Regions from separate parts of the Gossypium arboreum genome. Here region 2 is linked to region 1. The links are chromatin contacts, called in public Hi-C maps. All regions are on one chromosome and are shown on one strand. The core of a region is the stretch at or near the end of the contact, and the rest is flanking DNA. Distances in the headings are between cores, read along the strand shown. Region 1 holds the start of LOC108474219 (cellulose synthase-like protein E1). Region 2 holds the start of LOC108470621 (5'-adenylylsulfate reductase-like 5).

The links. Hi-C and Micro-C count contacts between places; a contact is called where the count stands out from the background.
Region 2: a Hi-C map of leaf shows a contact between it and region 1, with 3 times the contacts expected there. The contact joins the promoter of LOC108470621 here to the promoter of LOC108474219 in region 1. A contact is called at or near these places in 2 of 5 Hi-C or Micro-C datasets (both in leaf).

What each region holds. Positions count from the first base shown.
Region 1 is chr11:105,863,605-105,868,555 of ASM2569848v2, reverse strand. It overlaps LOC108474219 (cellulose synthase-like protein E1), which reads left to right and starts at 2,397. Exons shown (of 7, transcript XM_053021870.1): 1 at 2,397-2,775; 2 at 2,871-3,180. The coding sequence starts at 2,504.
Region 2 is chr11:106,035,181-106,040,326 of ASM2569848v2, reverse strand. It overlaps LOC108470621 (5'-adenylylsulfate reductase-like 5), which reads right to left and starts at 2,721. Exons shown (of 4, transcript XM_017771981.2): 1 at 2,090-2,721. The coding sequence starts at 2,248.

The sequences.
Region 1 (4,951 bases), core at 1,148-3,647:
AAACTAATAATTTTTACTTTCCAAATTAGTCATTTTTCATATCTAAGATTAAAATCTAATAATTTGACACCAAAAAAAAAAAATCAAGAAATCAACAATGGAAACTTTTTAAAACTTTAATAGTTTTACAAATTGATACACAAACTAGTTAAATCAAGCTATTAGGATATCAAAAATATAAAAAATTACAATAGACAAATTTAAAACTTACCTGATAATAAAAAGCCAAATGTCTTGAAGCTTAAATGGCTTCCTTTAGGTTTTCTTTGGTGTGTATACGGTGAAGAAGAAAGAGAAATAAAGATGATAAGCACTTTTTTCTTTGTATACTTTAATTATACTAAATTAATTATAATTAATTAAAACATTAATTAAATTGACACCAACATGCTTAATCAGAGTTGGTGGATTCCAATCATTACCTATCATTAGGGGTGAGAAAAACTCGGTTTGATTTGGAAAAAAAATTGAATTTCGAGTTAACTAAATCGAGTTATTTAAATTATTTGAGTCAACTTGAATAAGTAATTCTACTTTCGAGTTTGAATTGTGTTGAAGTTTACAATTCGAATAAAAAATTGGTGTAAATACTCTTTTGGTCCCTATCAAGTTTGAAAATGAGCAAATTGGTCTATCTCTCAAAAGGAATTACAAAAAATTTAAAATAATTTTAAATTTCAAAATATTTATAAAATTTCAAAATTTATATTTTTAAAAAATATAAAAGATTCTAAAATATATATAAAGAAAATTAAAAATTAAAAATTATAATAATAATTTTGGGGACCTGAAATAAGTTAATTAATGATTCATGTTTATCATACTAAAGTTTTTTTTTTTGAAAAAGTTATTAAATATATATGATTTCAAATTTATGTGCTCTAACATGAGATTAGTTATACTGTAACAAGATTTTAATTTGACATGTTTAATTTTTAGCTTAACTCGAACAACTCCACTCAACTTGATTCGAAAAAAATTCAAACGAAGTTAAGATGATAAAATAGGACTCGTTAACTCGAGTTTTTTTCACTCGATTTGATTCGATCGAACGCTCACCCCTACCCACCACCATTTTCCATATTCTAATGGTCTATTTACTCAATTGGTTCTTCAATTAAATAAAAATTCATAGCGATTAATTTTTACCACTTTACAATTTAGTCCTTGTACCTTAATTAGCTATTTGATTAACAAAATTAATGGACCAAACTTTAATGAAACTTTAATACTAATCTCATAAATATTAAATAATAATATTTAAGAACTCTCTTACCAAAAATGGAGTTCCGAAATCGTATTTTTCGACATCACTAACTTTCGAGTCGTTACACTAAAACTCCCCTCTTTCAACCCCAAACTTCACCATATCAAAGGCCAAACTTAAGTAACTTAAAACTCACATTCTAGTAGCCAAAAACGACTTCCAAAACACCTCCAAACTAGATTTCTATAAACCATATTCGAAAAGTAACTAAAAGCATGATAACTTTGTTCATAAAACATAATAAAAAAGAGGCAAAACAAGTCAAAACATTCAAGTTGTTAATCTAGCATAATAAACTTATATAAAACCATTCAATGACCAAACTAAAGTACGGAAAATCAAAGCACGCATTGATACATTCAAAGTATATATAGCATGTTGCTCAAGGCCAACCAAAGTAGATATGGTTAATACCCCATTACAAGTAATATGAAACAATCATGTATGCACCCCTAAATGACTTCTTCAGTACATGTCATTAGTTATTAATGACAAATACAAAGGTTTCATACTCTTCAAATGAAAACAATGGTGTATGCTTGTGATCCTCAAGAAACACCGAGCCTTAGTTCGGAAGACCTATGCATAAAAACGACGACACGTTAAGCATAAAGCTTAGTGAGACAATAAGGATAAAACCTTATATACTTACCTTTAAACTAAGATTTACATCATATGCAAGATATATAATGCATTTAGAAGAAATGTGAATGACATTTACATGTCAATTCAGAAAAACAAAGAGCAGTTTAGTACCATGAGAACTCATACAAATATTCACATCAAACCATTTAAGTTTTATCAAACTAAAATCAAATTATTCATGAAAACCAGAGCTAGTTAACTTCAACCCTTAGTATGTCTAAAGAAAAAAAAGATATTATTATGAATTTCTGAAAGATAATTTAAAAACATTTTGATTTAATCTTGCAATGCTTAATAAAAAATTTTCAAATTTTTGTGGGACCATGACTGTTGTAATTAATTTTATGTGGATTTATAATTACAGGGATTAAACCTTAGATTTTATGTTAATCAATTTAAAATTTACACAAGTTTACCACTGTAATTCACATCGAATTTATTGGACTACCTTTATTATGGGCCCATGATCCCATATTCATTAGAAGATACTTCCTCCTTTTTGTTTCTTTTGAAAAGTAAAAGCCGAGCTTATCATTAATTCAATCCATAAACAAATACATCGATGCTCAGCTGTGTGTGTGAGAGAGAGAAATGGCAGAAAATGAATATGTTCCACTGTTCGAAACAAGGCAAGTTAAGGGACGAATACTGTTCAGGTGCATCGCAGCTTCAATCTTGCTTGGCATCTGCTTCATTGTTATGTATAGAATTAGGTATTTCTCAATTGGAGGAAAAGCTGAGAGGTGGACTTGGATTGGCTTGTTTCTTTCTGAGCTATGGTTCTCATTTTATTGGCTTCTCACCACTGTTTGTAGATGGAACGCTGTCATCCGTATTCCATTCATACACAGGCTCTCTCAAAGGTACATACATATCTTATTTATGTTTTCATCCCGGTTTGTTTCATATTTCATAATTGACCATTTACGTTGAATTCATTACTTTCAATCTTGGAAAGGTTCGGAAAAGAACTACCGGGCATCGACATATTTGTGTGCACGGCGGATCCGTTGTTAGAGCCACCGAGCATGGTGGTGAACACAGTTCTATCTATGATGGCATATGATTATCCACCTGAAAAGTTAAGCGTATATTTATCAGATGATGGAGGATCGAATTTAACGTTTTATGCCATGTTAGAGGCTGCAAATTTCTCAAAGACATGGCTGCCTTTCTGCAAGAAGTTCAAAGTGGAACCCATGTCTCCTGAGGCTTACTTTAGGACAGCTTCTGAACCACTCAATGTCGAAGAATGGCCTTCAGTTAAGGTAATTTTAAATCAATCATGCAAGTTGTTCGAATGTTTGCTTCTAAGTGCAATTATTATTTTTCTTTTTGCTTTTTTGGTTAAGTGCAATTTTTTATGTGGGGTTAAAAAATCTTGATAAGATTTATATTGGGTGCATTTCTGCATTATCATTGATGATGACACACGTCTCTAAAAATAGACTAGTAAAAGCACCATACGTATCCTCAGCCTTAGCAGCTCGGTCCCATTTGGTTTTTTATCCACATTTTCGCTTAAATCAATGCTTGAAATATCTAGACCATTCGTTGGATGATTTCGACCTGTTTGATTTTTATCAAATTCTAAAACATTTTAATTACATCGATAAATTATTAATATTATATAAATAAGATTATTTTATTACTGAAATCGCTAATTTAACCGTTAAATAAAATGTTAAATCTTCTGACATAAATTAAAATGAAAAACTAATATTTTTAAATCTTTTATAGAAATTATCATTTTTCTCTCTCGCTCTCTGATTTAAATTTTATTTTATTTTTAGTTTTAATTTTAAAATTATGAGGCCACATTTTATTTTTTTTTATTTTTTTATTTTTAATTATGTCGCATAAGATTTTATGTATCTAATAATTTCAATAATGAAAAACCTGATTCATATAACATTAATAAATTAATGATGTAATTAGAATATATTGACATTTGAAAACTAATTTAAAATGAGTATTATAATTTAGAGATGTCTGATATAATTAACTCTAATTTAATATGATATCTAAAATTGAAGGTTTAATGAATCCAATATATTACTTAAAAGAAAGAGAACCAGTATATTAAATTTGATAAAAAAATCAATTTAGATTATTTTACTAATTTTTCAAATATTTTGGTAAGGGATTAGATTTCATTTATACTTTAATTTTTCTTAATTTTATTTAAAATCCATTATTAACTGAAATGTAAAATTTTATTAATTATTAAATTAACTTATCCAACAATTTAAATCCACCATTTAACTTTTAATCGATTGATTTCTAACTTTTTTTTTCCAAAAACTGGTAGGACCAGAGCATTGTTGTTGATATAATTATAAAAATCAGGCCAGCTTAATTTTATTATTTTTATTTCCAAACAGAGAAGTTTGTTTTTGAAATTAAGCATTTTGTCTCATGCTAGTTAATAAAAAATAATTTGTTTAAGGTTTAAAAGAAAATTACATTCTTTTATTTTCTTCCCCCAAAAAATTGGGTATGTGGCACAATAATATGTTACTTATACATGCTATTTCCCCTCCTTTTTGACTTCTATGCTTATATCATTGAAAATCTTTTCCAGCACAATAGGGACCGAGCAATATTTATAATAATACTAATAAACATAAATTATAAATATATGTATTTTTATTTCGAGATATTGAGTTGATAATATTTCTATTTGATTCAACATTATATTATTTGTAATTTGTACAATACTTATATCTATGAATACTTTTAAAAATTCATGTAATCAATTTTTCTATTTTAAATATTTTTTGAATTAATGTCAAATTTTAAATATATAATTATTTGCACCTACATTTGATGTAAAATTTTGTTTTTTTCTTTGTCAATAATAATGCAGAGATTATACGAGGAAATGAAAATGAGGATTGAAACCACCACAAAGTTAAACCAAATTCCACAACAAGTCTATAAACAACACAAAGGATTTCGTGAGTGGAACTTTGTTACAAGTAAACATGATCATCAAACCATTCTTCAAGTAAATTGCTCATTTCATAAACTTCTAAT
Region 2 (5,146 bases), core at 1,472-3,971, 170 kb before region 1:
AAGTTGGTGGTCAAGAAAAATGGCATTCTACACAAAATTTTATAGAACTATAAGTGAATATTTCACTTTAAGGTGGAAAGGAAAAGGGTAGTGAATACAAAGGGAGTTGTTACCATCCCTGGTTTGCCTTTCAAATTTCTGTCCACATCAACTACTTTTAGTATCTATGCCTCATAAAATCAGTGCCATCCAGATGAGCACGGTTCTTTTCTTCTTTTTCCTTTTTTCCATTTTGGTAAATCAATGAAGTTTTATGGAGTAAATTTTGTTTTGAAACAGTACTAATCTTCGTAATGTAAATAGTAAAGTTTTCAAACGATCAGTTGCACAGAGAATTTAGCTAACAACAGCATCATAAGCCACATAAGCATAGAACAAAGCAATTCAAGTTAAACATAATGCTTTGGATGGGTGGGTAACACTCAAATGACAGAACATTGGTTGCACCATAGAAGAGGGTTAACTGAAGAAACTTGGATGGACTTACAGTTGCATAGGCACTCATCTTCAAGGATATTATTATCCTTGATCAGGTGAGAGGGCATCAAGTGCCTATATCTCATGTACACCCATTTTGTATATTTAAGCTCACTTTTTTGGGGGCATTATATATCCTATAAACAGACTCATGAACGAGAACTTTTTTTCTAGCTTTTTCTACTATTAGGTATGAAAGGTGTAAAAAGAGGATGCATAGACTATGATTTCAACTATGGACAAATATATATATGCATATCTTCTAAAACCAGCAATTTGAAAACAAAGCCTTAACTATGGATTTGATGATCCTTACACCTACTGATATGGTAGGTCTATACCTTACATAAAGCACAAAAACTTTCTGATGAGAGATTGGGATATTTACTTAGTTGTATATTTTGGCTCATTTATTACTAGATGAAATTCAGAGATTGTTGAGGGGTTTCCGACTCCTTTAGGAGAAGTCTACGAGGTGTCATCTATCCAAGGCTGGTGGACCCCTCAACAGGTTGGTATTGTCCCTGGTGGGGAGTTTTGTCTCCCAACCCTGTTGTGCCTGAGGAGGTGCCGAGTCCATGGAGTGAGAGAGCCTTATCAGGTGCCTAAGAAGGCACACTAATGCACATGGTTCTTCTTCTCAAGCACCTGTGAGGAGCTCCTACTCTGCGAACCCACTGCCTCTTCAAGCACAGTACAGTCGAAAGAAAAAAAAATCCACTGAGGACAATACTGGAGTTGTTGAAGGGTCCGCAGGCTCCCGACCGACGACATGGTGCAGACTTCGTCTGATTGAATCAGCCTCCCCTTAAAAAAGGATCAAAACATCAAACGATACAAAATTTACATCCTCCATCATTTAGACATATAGATCCTTTTTCAGCCACAAACTAATCAACTTAATCCTGCCACCATACACCTATAATTATGTCAATAAAGCTAACACTATTAATATTTCATAGATTCAATTAATGCTTTAGAAAACATATAACATATTTCACTAATTCGGCTTATGTTTCAGCTGATTTGCATAAGGCTTAAAACCTGAAATAGAAGATCCTAAGCTGCATCTCCAGTACTTTCCTTGTAGCTCATGTAGCCTTAAAAAATTATGTTATCTTTGCTTGGGAATACATAAAAATGCCATTCCAGTCCAAATGTTCCAGAAGAGAATAAATCTATTCAGAAGTCTTAAACAAGACTGACTGATATTAAATAATGAATGGCTAATAATTTTTGCAACTTTATTTCTATCTTCCTTATTTAATTTTTTTTTCAGAATTCAAATTAAAGTATAATGTAAGAATCCAATACCCCCATAATGCAATAAAACCTTTATTCTGATTCTTCACAATTTTACAGCCATGAAAATTCCATAAAAATACCCTAATCCTTCAGGCTAAAAACTCATAATTTCCTAGAATTTGCCTTCTTTTAACATGATTATGCAAAATCATAAATACCAAGAATCCAAAATCAAACAAAAAAATAATAATAAAACATTCCAATAAAAAATAAATTAAATCTCAAGAACCCATTTTCCTAAACCAATTAACAGATCAATCTCAATTATGAAATAAAATTTCCACCAAGATTAAGCTAAAACACGTACCTTGAGAGGGGGAATCGGAGAAAACGAAGGAGAACATTGAAAATGAAGATATTTAATGAACACATCAGTTTCATCAGAGCAAACAGAAGAACTCCAAACGCAGCGTATTAAACATATAGATATGATATAGAAAAACAAATTAACAGAAGAAGAACCCATTTCTGGAAATAATTTATAAAACCAAAAAAAGAAAAGAGAGAGAGAGTTCACAACAACAACAACAACCAGAAAAAAAGGGGGGCAAAACTGAAACCCAGAAAAGAATAAAAAATAAAGAAAGATATAGATTAAATTAGGGGGAACGGGAGGGGAAGCAGGTGGGTGTGGGCTATTTTCTTGGAAATGGGTAAAATCTAATATAATCACTGGCTTGGCTGCTAATTTGGTTCTTTTTCTTCGAAGGGTCTAAAAATTGCTCTGCTTTTGGGAAAGTATTGTAGGCTTCGGAATTTAAGATGTAAACAGTTGAATGTAAAGCTTATTTATATGAGTTGGTTGTCGTTGATGATGTTGGATTAAGAGCCGTGCCTCGGGTATGTGTCTGCGTGGGTGTAAAGGGCATTTGCTTAGCTAAAAAAAAAAAAAACAAAGAAGAAAGTACGAGTGATGGGCAAGGCAGGTCTAATTTTTGGGCTTTAAGCCCTTTTTATTTTACATACACACATATACTTCTTGGTATATTACTATAAGCAACAATTTATTATATCAAGCTACTAAAACATCATGATCTATTAATATTTTTGGGTAATTCAATAATCTTACCATATATCAATTAAAATATATTATATTTATTTTAAATATTTTTATAAAATTTGTAACATTTCAGATTATTTACAAAGCAAATTTAAAATAATATAATTATTAAATTTCTAAATGATTTACTGTTTGTATTATGTCAATATTTAATATAAAGTTAAATTAACTACAAATTAAGAAATATGATAACATATTATCTAAAAATTCATTGAGAATTGATTGGGTGTTAGTTTGATTGATATTGGCATTGTAATTAATACAAGAAGATGTGGGTTCGAGTGGTGAAATACACTATCTTCCTATTTATGAGTTAGAAAAGAATAGGTAATTATATTAATTATTGTTCATAGTGATTGACAATAATATTGGTAATAAAAGAATTGAAAATAATTATTCCAAAGTGAATCGATATAATATACTGGACATTTGAGAAAAGAAAGACATATTTGACTAAATTTGTAAATTTATTATGATGCATAGAAATTAAATTACTACATTGAAGTCATATTGTAGAGGAAATTTTAAACGCTTCAATGAGAAAATTATAATAGAGCTGATGATGATGAATGATTATGAGGGCTTTCTACCTGAAAAAATAAAATAAGAAATAATAATTCTGTCGGTCGATACAAATTATTTAAAATTTATGTAAACTTTTACAGGGTGGTATGTAGAGGTGTGCAAAATTCGGGTAAAACTGAAAAATTCGATTAACCGGTCGAATTAGGTTAATCGGTCGGTTAATCGGTCGGTTAATCGAATTAATTCAGTTGAGGGTCGGTTAATAATTTTTTGAGCTTTCAGTTAACGGTTAATTCGGATCGAAACCTGTCAGTTAATCGATTTTTTTTCGGTTTAACCGAAAAATTAATAAATAAAATTATAATATATAAATAGTCAACTATTTACTCAAACCCAATCTAATGTAAACCTAAATACTCAATCTAATATATATTAACCCAAGTATCCAACCCAACCCAATTATCCAACCCAATCATAAAAATTACAAATAATTCAATAAATAAAAATATAAATCTAAAACTAAAAATAAAAATAAAAAACATATAATTTTATACAAATAATTCGGTTAATTCGATTAATTCGGGTAATTCGGGTAATTCGGTTAACTCGATTAATTTTATACTTATTTTAACCAAAAATTAAAAAACATATAATTTTCGGTTAATTCGGTTAACTGACCGAATTAACAGAAAAATTTAGGTTCGGTTAATTTTTTTGAAAAAATTTCATTTCGGTTAACGGTTAAAAATTCTGAATGGTCAGTTAATTCGGTTAATGTTATTTCGAGTCGGTTAATCGACTGAACACCCCTAGTGGTATGGGCGTAACGAGTACATATAGGAATAGGAGCCTTACAATTAGGGTTTAGGCAAAGGTGTTTAAGATAAGGTACGATTTAATTGCATTAAATGTTATCTGTAATTATTATTTTAAATTGTATTAAAAAGTGGATCAAAGTTAGAAAAATTAAACCACATATGATGGTTTGATAGTTAAAGATATTCACCATTCTAAATATAGTCGGGTTCAAGTTATGTTAATCATATTATTATTTAAACTTTATCATATTTTTATAATTTACCAAAATTTGAAAAAATGTAAGGATTTAAATACATTTTTAAAATTTAAAAAATAGCTCCATTTTAAAAGAAAATTATTTGTAATCCATTGGACCATGGCTAGAAATCAACGTTAACTTTTTTTTAATAAGGGTAATGGTTTTTTTCCCTCCAACGGTTATTTTCTTTTTTTTTAATATATCTTGCCTATTTCTTTTTTTTCTTTCAACCATATTTTTCAGTTCTCTCAATCCTATTAATATATTCTCTCAACTATTTTATTCTTAATTTTTTCATTCAATTCTTCTTCTCTCAATTTTCTATTTTGTAATTTCTTTGAGTTTTATTTGATTTTCATAACTTAAAAAATTTAAAATGTCAATGCCTCTAATTCATTTGGATCACAACCATATTTCTAGCGTCCAATTACAAATGGTAAGAAAATATTATTTAATTTTTGTAATATAATTATTAAGTTAATATTATTTTTAAAAATTTTTATGTTTATATAATTAGACCAAAGATTGAATTATCGAGACATATATACACAATTTAAGTGCGAAGCCACCGCCTGTATTGACCAACACTTGAAAGAGGCAAAATTCTTGCATGTGTGTCATATGCTCGGTGAGGCTAAATTGGAGCCCACACTTATCAGCATTTTGTTGGAAAGATAGAGACCTGAGACACACATATTCCATCTTCCGTGCAGTGAATGTAT